2 separate regions of the Mus musculus genome follow, and region 1 is linked to region 2. Evidence: chromatin contacts called from public Micro-C data. All regions are on one chromosome and are shown on one strand. The core of a region is the stretch at or near the end of the contact, and the rest is flanking DNA. Distances in the headings are between cores, read along the strand shown.

What was found. Hi-C and Micro-C count contacts between places; a contact is called where the count stands out from the background.
Region 1: a Micro-C map of embryonic stem cells shows a contact between it and region 2, with 2.9 times the contacts expected there. The contact joins two enhancer-like sites. A contact is called at or near these places in 1 of 39 promoter capture datasets (embryonic stem cells), 33 of 484 Hi-C or Micro-C datasets (cortical neurons, differentiating embryonic stem cells, embryonic stem cells and 7 more), 4 of 115 datasets of contacts at active chromatin or transcription factors (acute myeloid leukemia, embryonic basal ganglia and embryonic stem cells) and 1 of 9 other capture datasets (embryonic stem cells).

What each region holds. Positions count from the first base shown.
Region 1 is chr9:48,256,803-48,259,647 of GRCm38.p6, forward strand. Gm51672 (a long non-coding RNA gene) reads right to left here. Exons shown (of 4, transcript XR_003948154.1): 4 at 216-2,845. It also overlaps a transcript of Nxpe4 not described here. Among named protein-coding and RNA genes, the nearest start is that of Gm51672, 26 kb to the right of the region's middle. Within about 2 kb of position 1,424, at least 27 of the 459 cell types and tissues checked have an H3K27ac peak or open chromatin away from gene starts, as enhancers often do.
Region 2 is chr9:47,941,934-47,944,817 of GRCm38.p6, forward strand. All of the region lies in intron 1 of Gm32016 (a long non-coding RNA gene), which reads left to right. Among named protein-coding and RNA genes, the nearest start is that of Gm32016, 4.0 kb to the left of the region's middle. Within about 2 kb of position 1,523, at least 26 of the 459 cell types and tissues checked have an H3K27ac peak or open chromatin away from gene starts, as enhancers often do.

The sequences.
Region 1 (2,845 bases), core at 174-2,673, 310 kb after region 2:
GAGAAGAGAAGAGAAGAGAAGAGAAGAGAAGAGAAGAGAAGAGAAGAGAAGAGAAGAGAAGAGAAGAGAAGAGAAGAGAAGAGAAGAGAAGAGAAGAGAAGAGAAGAGAAGAGAAGAAACTACTAAGTCTTTGAGCCTCTCTTGGCAATAGGCTCCCAGCAAAAAGTGTGTATCCAGCTTGTGCCCGCATGAATGGCTGACAGCACCAGGCTCACTGAGCCCCAAGGTTTGAAGGACAGGTCTGTAATTGACAGTATCTCTGCTGCCCTCCTAGTGCAGTGCCTTGAGCCAGAGGTCTCTCCAAAACAGCAAAGCAAAGCCTCTTAGCTCCCTGATTCACACAAGGTCGTGTGTTATCAGCCACAGATGTGAGCCTCGCAGCCTCCCGCTCTCGAGCACCGTGGAAATGGGTTTGGCAGATGGACAAAACGCGTAAGGTGACAAGCACTGTAAAGTTAGCCCACAGGTTGCTGGGACACAGGCTGTGGACCCTGCTCCTTTTGAGCTGCACCGGACATCTGGAGCAGGCTGTGAAGCAAGAGATCTTAGGATGCCAGCCCTAACAGACACTGCCACCCGGGTCTCACCCTCCCAAGGCCTCTGCAGAAGCATTCTTACTGCACGCTCTCCTGAACCGTCTTTTGTCCTCCCATAGAGACCGGGAGAGGCTTTGGGTCCATTGCGGATGTGTGTGTCTTCCTCCACTCACTGTCTCCCCTGTATGGGGTGAGATCAATTGCATGCCAGACACAATCAGCTTTCTCCCCGGTAACCAAGGTGTCAGAGGCTCAGTGGGAAGTGCTCAGGCTAGCCTACACATCCTCGCAGGTAATAAGTGAAATAAGGGGTGTGCTCTCTAGCCTCCCGGAGGAGCAGAGAACCACTGTCCAGGTCAACCAGTGTAAAGTCTCTCTTACAGAAATTATCCCACGTAGAACATTCTCTCTAGCTCACTTTCCCATCCTTCCTTCTCTCCCCACCCCCTTTTGAGGCCTCCGAGTCTGCCTGCTGCCTGAGAGGCTGCTGACTGGATCTGTAGCCTGCTTGGGGTACATCTCAGGGAGAGGGGAGGGACAGGTGCCAGATGCAGGCAACTCTCTGCTAGGTGTACAGCCCCTTCCCCAGGCCTGCCCACGTTAGGGAGGCTTGCAGCTTGGCAGCCTTCTAGAGCAGACCTCACCTTGAGTTCTGATCCAAACCGCAGCTGTCCGTCACAACCTCATCCCCAGCTGTAGGACTTACTATAATTTCATATAGTTATGTAGGTAGATATTAAAAAGGCATCTGGGAAAATGGATAGCGTATCAGGGCAAAGATTTCATAAAAGTCATTTTTTTTTTAACTGTCCAGCCATTGGTACCCGCTCAAAATCCTCTCTAATACACACAAGTTCCTCAAGGCCCTTTTCCTGATCTTAGAGCGCCCCCTTTGGAAAGGAGTCTCCTACTGCGTCTGGGAGCGCCTGCTTCTCTCTGGGCCTTTGAGGAGAGCAGAGAGACTAGGAATGGAGAAAAAAGGAGACCTGAAAAGAGTAAAAAAGGAGACGGAGCTGAACTTCAGGCAACATCTGAGGCAATGTGTGAGGGGAACTATACTTCACGTTCACACCTGCGCTCCCACTAAACCTTCAGAAGCCGTGGCCCCCAGTGAAAACACAGGGAGGAGACGCTGTGCCCAGGACGCTTTGGGGGTTCTGGCTGGACACCCAGAACGGATACTTGTCATAATACCAAGGGATCTTTTAGGAGTCCTCGCTCTCTGCATTTTCATCGGGCTTTGCTTCTTTCCTGTCTTGGTGACAATGGCTAGATGACAGGACCCGAAAGGAAGCCGAATGGCGAGCAGAAGCACGCTCTGGTGCAAGAGTGTGTCCTCAGGAGGGTCAGTGAAGGGAGGAGCAGATGGGCTTCCGAGGCAGGGGCTTGGTGTAATAGACTATTCCAAGACATGGGACCCTTAAGGAGCATTATATAGTAAGGACTCAGCTCACACAGTGATGGATTCTGGGAATACCCACCGCCTGAGTTCTAAGCTGGAGACCCAGGGAAGATGGTGCTATAGTTCAGCCTCAATCCCAAGGTCTAATAACCACGGAACCAGGGCTGTAAGTCTCAGCCCCAGGCAGGAGAAAACTCAAAAGATCTCCTGGTTCAAGTGATCTGGAACGAGTTTTCCCTTCCTCTCACGGTGGCTCTATTCAGACTCCCATCCAATTAGATTACAGGATACCTTGGTGGAGACAATCTGTTCAAATGCTAATCCCATCCATAGATCTGGCCCATGGGCATGCTCCAGAGCTTGTTTAGATAAACCCCTGAGCATCCCATACCTCAGGCAAGCCGACCCACACAATGAGGCATCGGCCTGGTGATGTCAGAGATGAATAGACAACTCAGCTTAAGGTGCTGAGGAAAACCTAGGATCCTGGGGAAGGAGCCAATCAGGAGCCAGGAGGTGCACAGGTGATGGAGATGAGACCGCAGGAGGTAATTAGGACCACTCTATAGAGGGGCCCTTGAAGGACATCAGTGTTGAGCCGGGGGCAAAGAGGAGCTGTTGACTGGATGTATCTTAAAGACACAGCAGTGTGAGGGGGGGGGGGGTTCTGTGGTTGCAGAAACCCAGCAGGAGGGCTTTGGGTCCTCAGGATAGACCTAGGGTATGCAAAGTGTGAGCTTGACCAGGGAATACAAGCCACTCTCCAAGGAAATCGTTGATTGGTGTAGGCAGCAAGAACTAAAGTGGCCATCCTGCACTCAGGGGGTTTTCTTAGGAAACATGCTTCTCTGGGGGGCAGGGAGAGTTGTGTCGAGTGGAAGCCTGACTTCCTTTCTTCTCTGGGATC
Region 2 (2,884 bases), core at 273-2,772:
CGAACTCAGCTCCTCAAGCTTGCTTTGTAAATGCACTTTCCTCTTGGTTTTGTTTTTGTTTTTAAATATTTATTTATTTATTTTCCCTTCATGTGCACGAACATCTGCTTGCACATATGCATGCGCACCACAGGCTTGTGGAGGCCAGACGAGGGCACTAGAGCTACATGGTTGTGAGCTTCTGTGTAGGTGCTGGGAATTGAACTTGGGTCCTCTTTAAGAGCAGCCAGTGCTCTAACCCACTCCGCCCCAGCCTCTTGAAATCTTCTTTTATGTCTCACCGCCACCTTACTGGTATGCAGCTCTTAGTGATTTTCAAGTTGATTGTGTCTTTGACATGAGTTGGTCCCACAGCAATCCTAGAAGATAACATGTATATTGCTTTTCTTAATTCCCATGTGCTCAGGAAAACAGGATCAGAGGGGCTAAGTGACTTGCTCAAAGTCACCCAGTAGGCTAACTGCATATACCAAGGTCCAAATCCACGTCCCCTATTCAGGATTGAGGAAGAATAGCAAACTCCCCTTCACAGCTACACCAAAGACTGACTTATATATGATCTCTTATGTGGGGTACCTCTTAACGTCACCCCGCTGCTGTAGACCCAGAGAGGTTAAATGATTTGTTCAGAAATGCTCAGCAAATAGATGATGAAAATGAGCTTTCAATTCTACAGTCAGCTCTACGTTCTTTCTACCTTTCTTCTTCTTCTTCTTAAAAGAGGCTGGTTGACCATAAGACAAATAAAAGACCAGCTAAAACAAGAGCCATCGTCTCTGTTCTGACAGCCAGGCCACAGCGCAACTTATCCTGACAACGGCAAGGATCAAGATACCCAACAGAAAGCATGGAAATGGACCAGGCAGCTCGCCACTGAAAGGTGTAATTAGGGAGCTGACAGGCTGTGCATGCAACACCATTAATGGGTCCACCTGTGAGGGAGACCTGGCAAGCACAGGTAATTTGGACAGAGCAGGGAACTCAAAGGAGATTCAGGCTGCAGGTGCCCAGCCTGACCTCGGGGCCAGAGCCTCCCCAGGGAACGGGAGGAAGGGCCTGGCCTGGCCTCTGCCGGTGACACAAGCTTTTTTCGTGGTGCTCACTACACATTATGCTAAAAGTGTGACAGATTTTTGAGGCAGCCCGGGTGGGAACCATGGAAACAAGTTAGGGGAGGGGAGAAGCTGATTGCTGCTGTTCCTGTTAGGGAGAGAAGAGTGAGATGGGGAGATTCATCCTCCCTCCTCCATCAGCCTTGGCTTCCTCTTTCACTCCCAACGCCCCCAGCTCTCTGCATGCATGACCCCTCCTGAGCTCACCAACAATGGAAAGTGGGCAGCCTACTTCTCTGGGCTCTGGCACAGTACCTGGCATTGTAAGTAGCACCCTTTGCTGAGTGCTCACTGTCTGCTAGGCACTGGAGGAGCTGTCTCTCAGGCATTGTCTTCAACTCTGTCTCCAACTCTGTCACCAACTCCGAGATGAGGAACTAAGTAGCTAGCCCAGTCACACAGCTGGTAATGGAGCGTATGTGAATCTAGAACTAACTAGACGGGCCCTGCTTCAGTTGTTGCACCACAGGAGCCTCCAGGACCCTGCGACCTTCTACAAACATTTGACAAACCTAGTTTCCAACCCAGTCATTTAGGGCAGAAAAACAGATCCGTGAACTCCTTGTTTCAATATGCACAAGGGCACGGGGTTTTTCCACAGCGATGTCTTCTGATGAGGGTGGCGATAGACTGTACCCTCTCCACTTTGAAGCTGCTCTGAGACGGAAGGAATTGATGCGTTACCATGCAATCAAAGTCCCTTCCTCTCTGTCTCTAGCAGCCCTCTCTTTCTCTGTGCTTTAGTCATGGCCATCACCATGGTTTCCAGCCTCTTGAGCAGAGAAACCTGTCTCCTCTTTGTGTCAAGAGCAGGGGAAGGGTGCTGGGTGTGAGGCCTGGAGAGCAGACCTTGGTCAAGCAGGGAGAAGGCATGGTGTTTTGATGAAGAGGGGCTCTGAACAGCAGCAATGGCTGCCAAGTACAGGTCTAACTCTGGATTCAGGTAGCTGCTGGATAATGAATTGGGAAGAGGGTGATCCAGGAGCCCTAATCCATTCAGGGAACTCACCACACAGATGTGAGATACCAGAGAGGTGTTTTCAGTGACCACTGAACAAGGAGGACTACCATACTCAGTGTAGGAGCACTCTATCTTGGGGAATTAGGGTAAAGCATTGAGTGGAGGAAGGCTTGGGGGAGTCTGGATTGAGTTGATGATTCTATGCAGAATTGAGTGGTGGTCACATGGAGTGGTGATGGCTTGATGAGGACTGTCCCCCTATAGGTCCATGTATCTGAGCTCTCAGTTCAGGGTTAGTGATGTTCTTTGGGAAGGTTATGGAACCTTGAAGAGGTGGAGCCTTGCTGGAGGAAGTATGTCACTGGGGGTGGACTTTGAGGTTTTATAGCCTGACCACCCACCCACCCTCCTCCTGTCTCTCTGCTTCCTGTGTATGAATGCAAAGGTGGTAAGTCAGGTCCTTGACTATTATGCCTGCCTTACACACCTGCAGCCATGCAGGATGGACTGGAAACCAACATAAACCCCCTTTCTCCAAACTTACAAAGAAAGCAACCAAGTCAGGTTTCAAGGTTAGAATGGGAAACAAAGCTCTCCAGACAAGTGCTCCTTAGGGATGTGGGAAATGTGCCTCAAGTCCCATGAAGTGGGAATAGAGGTCCAAAATGATCTAGGGCAGTGGTTCTCAACATGTGGGTTGTGACTCCTTTGGGGTCAAATGACCCTTTCACAGGGGTCACCTAAGACCAGAAAACACAGATCTTTACATTGTGATTCATAATACTAGTAAAATTATGAAGTTACAAAGTAA